Linked DNA regions of Mus musculus: region 1 is linked to region 2. Evidence: chromatin contacts called from public Hi-C data. All regions are on one chromosome and are shown on one strand. Each heading gives the region's core, a stretch centred on a gene start, on an enhancer-like site or on the middle of the called end of the contact. The rest is flanking DNA. Distances are from core to core; before and after follow the strand shown. Region 1 overlaps Ttc39a (tetratricopeptide repeat domain 39A). Region 2 holds the start of Eps15 (epidermal growth factor receptor pathway substrate 15).

Region 1 (3,856 bases), core at 951-3,450, 150 kb before region 2:
CAAAATTAATTTTTAAAAGATCTTAGCATGAGGTGATGTCTCTCACCTGAAATCCTAACAATTGTTAGCCTAAGGCAGGAAAATGGCTTCAAGTTTACGGACAGCCTAAGCTACGTGGGTTCTAGGCCCAGGCTGGAATGAGAGACTTGTCTTAGTTTGGGTTTCTATGGCTGAGGTGAAACATCGTGACACACAGAGGAGGAAAGGGTTGATTGGACTCACAGTTCCATAGAACAGTTCATCACAGAGAGCAGCAAGGGCAGGAACTCAAGCAGGGCAGGAACCTGGAGGCAGGAGCTGATGCAGAGGCCGTGAGGGGGGCTGCTTACTGCCTTACTCCTCGTGGCTTATTCAGCCTGCTTTCTTATGAAACCCAGGACCACCAGCTCAGGGTGACATCACCCTCCCACATCAATCACTAATCTTAAAAAAAAAAAAAAAAAATCCTCCAGGCTTGCCTACAGTCTGATCTTATGGGGGGCATTTTCTCTGTTGAAGTTACCTCCTTCCAGATGACGCCAGTTTATATCAAGTTGACATAAAAAACAGACAGGAAAAAAAAGTCTGGGTAATGGGTAATGGCTCAGTGTATAAAATGCTCACTGCATACGTGTGAGAACCTGAGTTCGTCAGCACATGCATAAAGCTAGGCTTCCTTGCAGGTGTCTGTAACCCCAGTTTGGGACTGGCAAGTGGGGCAGAGTTGAAGCAGGGCAAATACAGGAAGTCCCTAGGGTTCACTGGCAAGCCCACATAGCTGAAATGACAAGGTTCATATTCCATGAAGAGATATCACTTCAAAAAATAAGATAGAGAGCAAGAGAGAATGACATCTGGAAGCCAGTGTCTGGCCTCCTTCACAGATTCATGTGCCAAATATATGTTCTAGCACACACAAAAAATGAGTTATTGAATAGTAGCTCATTTTTCATATTAACTATGGGAGATAGTTAATACATGGTCTCATATAGGCAAGGGGAACACATAGTCCATGAGTCACATGACGGGACAAGGGGATAGGGACAGAAGGAAATCAGTAAGCCACAGGAGAATGTGGGACATGACAGCTGGACATGGTGGCACAAGCTTTTAATCCCAGCCATTGCCTTGATCCAGATGGGGGTGGGGTGGGAGTGGGGCTCCACCTGTAGCCCACAGCAGTCCTTCAAGACATATATGGCCTACCTCTTGACTGTACCCCATGTTGTCCCTGACTGGGGAGTTTTTTCACTGAAAGTCATCAAACATGGTATATCTTCTGTTCTTCATGGCTCTGTGCCTTCAGTGTCTTCTCTTTGTTCTCTCTGTATCCTGGCCTAGGCCTGCCACCGAGAGTGCCCAGCAAGCACAAGAATTCAAGGTCCTTTCTGCCCCCGCTATAATAAAGCTCGAAGGACCTGTCAGGCTTTCCATGACCTGCCCCAAACACAGGATCGTCTGATGGCATCTCTTCCCCATCCCTCCATAGACCCTCTGGGCTTTTGCCTGTGAAGACTTTCTCTTACGGCCTCCCTGCCCCCACCCTGACAGACCTCTTCCACTCACTGACAACCAGGAGTCAGGCTGGAGTATGCAGTGACTCATTTACAGTCAAGTCATCCAGGGACATCGGGTAGACCACAGTCACTTCTGATCCAAGGCCTTCTCCCTGGTGTCAGCTGTTTGCCCTCTCATTCCACAAATGTTTACCTCACTGCAGTAGGAAACCCAGGCTGTGCCAGGCACACAGTACCTGTCAGCTTCCAGCAAGTGGCTTCTGGCATCCGGCCTCACTTTCATACCACAGCCCTTACCCAGTGGACACAGAGCCTCTCGGGAGTACCCGAGCCCTGAGCCCGTGCATTTCTTGCTCTGGGCTTTCACCCTCCCTGGCTCCCCTTCAAAGGTTTTACCTTCTTAGGCCTACTTGGAGCCCTTTGATTTAAAACACATAAAGTGTAAACAATGTGTTGGTGATGTGTCCATGTGGCTGGTGGCTGCCACACTGGGGTAGCACAGAAGAAAGACACCCCTGCCACAGTAGCCAGTGTGATTAGACAGCACTTGCTAGACATGTGATAGGTAGATACGCTGACACTTCGGAGTTGGAGGGGTGTAACTCGGGAAGCAGGGGATGCTTAGCGTGGATAGACAGGGCCCTGGATCAATCCCCAGCACCAAGTCCAGTTTCTCTGCTGGTCACAGCTTTTCCCTCCTCCCAACCCTGAGTCCTGTTCAAACATTTGGTTCTGTTTAGATGCCAGGGGACAAATCTGTGTTCAGTCAGGGGTTTGGCCCTTAGCTCCGAGGCTCCATGGCTTATCGGGGCGACCCCTGACCCACAGTGTCAGCTTACCTTGGACCAGGAGTTCTCCTTGCTCAGCAGGTCGGCGTAGAAGTAGGCCATTTTCCACTGGCCCTTGTAGGTAAAGCACCACATCAGCTCCCAGTAGCACATGTGGTGAAACTGCTTCCAGTGCTGCTGGGCCTCGCAGCACTCCTCAAACCGCCGGACAGCCTGGGACAAGCAGAGGTCAGCTCAGGGAGGCCCACCGGACCCCCATAGGACAGCCTGGGACAAGCACAGGCCAGCTTAGGGAGGCCCAGTGGGCCCCCATAGGACAGCCTGGGACAAGCAGAGGCCAGCTTAGGGAGGCCCAGCGGGCCCCCATAGGACAGCCTGGGACAAGCACAGGCCAGCTCAGGGAGGCCCCACCTGGCCCCACAGCCCACAGCAGGGATGGCCTCCCCCAAGGCACGGGCGTCTGGAAGCCAGGGAATCTGGCTTCCTGTACTGGCGCGACACTAAGCCTCATTGACGATCCATGATGCTTGCCCCCTCGTATGGATTCTAGAGATCTGGTCCCTGAGTGAGAGCTCCGAGCAGAGCACACTGGGGGAGGGGACAGAAGGTACAAGCTGTTGAGGCTGTAATTCTCCCATCCCTGTGTGCACGTGGGCATGGATGTGGGTGGAGCCAACCCCAAGCACCTTTCCTCAGGAGCTATCCATCTTTATCTTGAGACAGGGTTTCTCGCTGAGACCTGGGGTTCCCCGATTAGGCTAGGCTGGCTGGTCAACAAACCTCATGCCACCATGTCTGGCTTTTTCACATGGGTGCTGGGGACTAAACTCAGGTCTTATCCTTTTGTGCCAAGCAGCTTACCAACTGGGCCATCCATCCAGTCCCAGAAGGTGTTAATATACTAATACAATAATGTCTGGACCTCAGAAAGAACACCAAAGAGTCCAGTAGTTTCCATGGTTACTCACAGCCAGGGATTTATCCTGCGAGGGCTCGCTGGAGATTTCCAGGACTCTGGAATGTAGCCTTCTATATTGGCATAGTTCTCTGAGCTTTGCCATGGCTGTGACCTTCCCTGTCTCTAGCTCAGTGGTTCTCACCCTTACTAATGCTGTGACCTTTTAATACAGTTCCTCGTGTTGTAGTGATTCCCAACCATACAATTATTTTCATTGCTACTTCATAACTGTAATTTTGTTACTGTTGTGAACTGTAAATATCTAAAGTTTTCTTCTGATGGTCTTAGGTGACTCCCGTGAAAGGGTCATTTGGCCCCAAAAGGGTCATGACCCACAGGTTGAAAAACATTGCCCAATCCCTTTCCATGGCCCTTTCTCCTCCTTCCTCACTCCCACCCCTACCCTATTCACCGAATCCAGCCTAGTCACCCATGCCCCGGGGGGACAGCAGCTTTTCCTGATCAGGAATGTCAGAATCCTATATCTTCCTATCAAAAGGCACCTCTCTCCTCCCAGACCACCTCTGACAGAATGCTTCTCCTACCCCTGCCCCTTCCTGGGCTCACCCTATCCCCGAGTATGGCCTCTATGTATCTAACGTCTTGCTGGGCTG
Region 2 (4,051 bases), core at 401-2,900:
GGGATGCCTCTGTGTGTGTGTGTGTGTGTGTGTGTGTGTGTGCGCACTATAATACACACACACACACACATACAGTATATATAGAATCACTTTTGCTGGGGATATGGCTCAGTCGGTACAGGGCCTGTCTAGCCAGCATGAAGTCCTGAGTCTGATCCCTGGCGATGAATAAACTAATATAGTGGTACAGTCCACTTGGGAGATGGAGGAAGAAGGATCCAAAATCAAGGTCATTCTTGATATTCTTGATTACATAGTGAGTTCAAAGCCAGCTTGATCTATTTGAGACCCTGTCTCAAAATAAATAAGTAAATAAAATTTCCACCCTGGCTCCTGGGGAAAATACTTTTTTATCTCCAAGTTCTTGGAAAGAAACACCTCAAAACCTCTTTATCATAACATAGAAATAATCTATTACCCAAACACATGCCCTACCTTATAAGTACAGGCAAATCTAGGCCAAGGAGACAAGATGGCAGGGAGCTATCACAGGGCAGGCTGATAGGCTGAGGTGGGCTTATACCAGGGAGTACACAGCCCCCAGCTATGGAGAAGGCAAACTTCTGGGCAGTGAAGATGAAAGGGACTGGCAGGTGTTTGGTACCTCATCCCTCCTGGGTGTCTTGAGATGACTACGCTTGGTTTTACAGAAACGGAGAACTCAGGTTCTCCTAAGTGAGTGATGTTTAGATGTATCCCTCGAGGATGGGGCTCTGAAGGAAGAGAACATTTTAATAATGATGATGATGATAAAGAGGCGAGACTCCGAGAACAGACTCCGAGAACAGCTTTTGGTCGAGATCGTCCCAGGACAAAGTTATCTCCCCGGTGGTTCCGGGCACCAGGGAGGAAAGAGGCGCCCCACCTGCAGAAGGCTGGCACCATGACCCCTCGGACGACGATCAGAGACGGCGCCCTCGCGGGTGGGAAAGTCTGCAAGGGGATCTGAGCAGAAGTGAGTGGGTCAAGTGCCCGGACAGGATGCGACTTCTGGAAGCCAGGCTGACTTGAGGGAACTGAGGGGAACTCGGCAGTCGTCGCTCCCGCGGACCGGAGCAGAGCGAAGCTGAGGGAACCCTGCCCCGCCGAAGTCGAGCCTCGCATCGCCCGCGGCCGCTGTCTAGCGTGAGCCCCACCGGAGCTCACCTGGCGGCCGTCAGGCCCGGAGGAGAAACTTGCCGAGAAGGTGAGCGCCGACGGGACCTGGAGGAGAGCGGCGCGGAGACCCGCGGCGGGGGCGGCGGCCGGGTGGGAGCCGCGCGGGGCGGAGCCGAGAGCCCGGCGACCCGGGGCGGGGGTGCGGCGGCCCCGGCTCGCCGCTCCCGCTCCGACTCGGGATGGCGCCCGCACTCCTCACACGCGCTCCCACCGTGCGGCCCGAGGGCAGCCGCCGCGCCAGCGCCCCAGAGCGGTGGAGGGGGGGAGGGAGGGCCGGGGAACCCCGGCGGGTCGAGCCGGGCCGACCGGCGGGCGGCGTTACCTGTGTCAGGGAGAGCTGGGCTGCCGCAGCCATGGTGTTTCCATCATGCACGGGAGGGGAAGGAAGGACGGACGGACGGGGGCCCGGGGCGGGAAGGAGGCGGAGGGACAGGCCGTAGGCGAGGCCGGCGGCCGGGCGTCTCCCCGAACTTCGACAACTTCCCTCCTCACGCCGCCCCGCCCCGCCCCGCCCCGCCGGCCTCACAGGCCGTGGCGGCGCGCAAAGCCCGGAGCGGGAGTCTGAGCCGCGGAACCAGGCCCTGACCCCGGCCTCCCTGGAAAACCCGGTGCGGATAGGGCTCTGGGGTGGACGGTCAGCGGAGGCGGCGCCACAGAGACCTGAGTTTAGGCAGGTCACCCACCATCCTTCTTCCTGGGCTGCTGTTTTCTGTAAAGTGCGGGGAGAAATTAGAACCATGTCCAGGTGGGTTGTGGGAACTAAAAAAGTAATGGTACTAAGTAATGACAGGAGCGGTTTAGTAGTAATAACATTAAATAATTCTGATTGTGTGTGATTCTGCACTAAATGCTTTTGTTTGTTTGCTGTTTGTTTAAAACAAGGTCTCTCTCTGTGTAGCCATGGCTATCCCGAAGCTCACTGTATAGATCAGGCTGGCCTCAAACTCACAGAGATCCACTTCCCTCTGCCTCCAGAGTGCTGGGATTAAGGAGATGTACCACTACTCCAGGCCTAAATACTTTTTTAAAAAATTGTGTGAATAGGGGATTTGAAACAGAAAGAAGTTATACAAATGAGGATGGTGAAAGCCAGCCAGGCATGGTGGCACATACCTTTAATCTCTGAGAGTTCCATGCCAGCCTGCTCTACATAGTGAGTTCAAGGACACATAGTAAGGCCCTGACTGAAATAAAAAGAAAAGGGCCTCCCCGAAAAGAAAAAACAAAACAAAACAAAACAACTCTCTTACCCGAAGTTTAAAAACTAACTAGAAAGCTGGATTACAAATCTTTCTACCTGCTATCACATTAAGAAGGCATGTAAATCCTTCTAAAGTAAAAATCTTGGGAGCAAGAAGGAACTGCTTGCCTTGCCTGCTCCCTGTCCTGCCTAGACTGTTTAATTTAAAAAAAAAAAAAAAAAAAAAAAAAAAAAGCAGGTGTAGGGCCACAGTGGAGTTCAGAGGTACAGTGAGTGCATAAAGTCCCATCTCAAATTCTTTTTTTTTTTTTTGTCTGGTTGGTTGGTTGGTTTTGGTTTTGGTTTTTTGAGACAGGGTTTCTCTGTATAGCTCTGGCTGTCCTGGAACTCACTCTGTAGACCAGGCTGGCCTTGAACTCAGAAATCTGCCTGCCTCAGCCTCCCAAGTGCTGAGATTAAAGGAATGTGCCACCAGTGCCCGGTTCCTCTCAAATTCCTTTTTGTCATAAATGCCACCTCTTGACAGAGTATTGTCTCTCCAAACTAGTGTTCATACTCTTTTGTTGACTTTACTAGAAGAGGGCAACAACCTCCTAATGACCTGTTTACATAAGTCTAACCACCCCCCTCAGCTCACCAGTGGCAGAGATTTTTTAATATATATGTATTTTAACACCATAACATTATAGTATATGCTTAAATGAAGGCCTTTGTCCTGCCTGTATTCAACATTATACACCTTACTCTTTTTCATTTTGCCACACTTAGTTAGAATAAGGAACCGCTTACCTGAAATTGTCATCTGCAAAGGTTCTTATTTAGGGTGACTACTGCCGTGATGAAACACCATGACCAAAGACAACCCGAAGAGTAAAGAATTTATTTCCCTCACAGTCTGGTCATCATCAAAAGCAGTGAGGAAAGGAATTCAAACAGGGCAGGAGCCTGGAGGCAGGGTCTGAAGCAGAGGCCATGGTGGGGTGCTGCTTACTGACTTACTCAGTTTGCTTTCTTATAGAACCCAGGCTTGGGCCTTCTCCTACCAACTACTAGTTAAGAAAATGCCCTACAGTGAGGTCTTATGGAGGCTTTATCTCAACTGAGGTTTCCTCGTGTCTAATAAATCTAACTTGTGTCAGGTTGATGTAAAACTACACTCAGTTTGTATGTAGCCTACTTCAGAAGGTCTAGGAAGTCTGCATACCAGCTTTTAGTTACTTTGATATGACTTTTTTATTCTGCCTTTTTTATTGTGTGTGTGTGTGTGTGTGTGTGTGTGTGTGTAGTACTTGGGGAGGGGGTAGATTCTCTCCTTCCACCATGGAGGTTTCGGGGATGGAACTCAGGCTAGCAGTCTTGGCAGCCATTGCACTAATCTAGTAAGCTGCTTCAAAGGCCATATCCTCTGCCTCGTTTTAAGAGTTAGTTGATGACCTGCCTACATCTGACTGGCCTTAAAGAAGACTAACTCTCTACTGCAGGTCCCTCAGACACAGAAGTACCCAACCTCAATATGTGTTTGCTTCCTTTTTCCCTAATGGTGGTTTCCAGGACAAAACCCACACGTCTATCAGGGCCACAGCCTTTATCATTATAATAGGATTCCTCAATACACTGAGACAGCTGGAAAAACCCAAGATCTAGTTGGCTCCACTTCCATTTTTAGACTTTTTCCATCAGAGGCAAAAACCA

Evidence for each region. Hi-C and Micro-C count contacts between places; a contact is called where the count stands out from the background.
Region 1: a Hi-C map of embryonic fibroblasts shows a contact between it and region 2, with 2.2 times the contacts expected there. The contact joins the enhancer-like site here to the promoter of Eps15 in region 2. A contact is called at or near these places in 15 of 39 promoter capture datasets (the 3T3-L1 cell line, 3T3-L1-derived adipocytes, the C10 cell line and 11 more), 2 of 15 datasets of contacts at CTCF or cohesin (large pre-B cells and pro-B cells), 9 of 484 Hi-C or Micro-C datasets (B cells, the Ba/F3 cell line, CD8 T cells and 6 more), 3 of 115 datasets of contacts at active chromatin or transcription factors (bone marrow-derived macrophages, embryonic stem cells and fetal liver) and 2 of 9 other capture datasets (adipose tissue and liver).

What each region holds. Positions count from the first base shown.
Region 1 is chr4:109,431,630-109,435,485 of GRCm38.p6, reverse strand. It overlaps Ttc39a (tetratricopeptide repeat domain 39A), which reads right to left. Exons shown (of 18, transcript NM_153392.2): 12 at 2,336-2,497. Among named protein-coding and RNA genes, the nearest start is that of Ttc39a, 26 kb to the right of the region's middle. Within about 2 kb of position 2,200, at least 73 of the 459 cell types and tissues checked have an H3K27ac peak or open chromatin away from gene starts, as enhancers often do. A contact at or near this core is called in embryonic fibroblasts, liver, rod photoreceptor and 1 more, where this site is marked.
Region 2 is chr4:109,277,874-109,281,924 of GRCm38.p6, reverse strand. Eps15 (epidermal growth factor receptor pathway substrate 15) reads right to left here and starts at 1,650. Exons shown (of 25, transcript NM_007943.3): 1 at 1,481-1,650. The coding sequence starts at 1,513. Gm40225 (a long non-coding RNA gene) reads left to right here and starts at 1,602. Exons shown (of 3, transcript XR_868003.2): 1 at 1,602-1,903.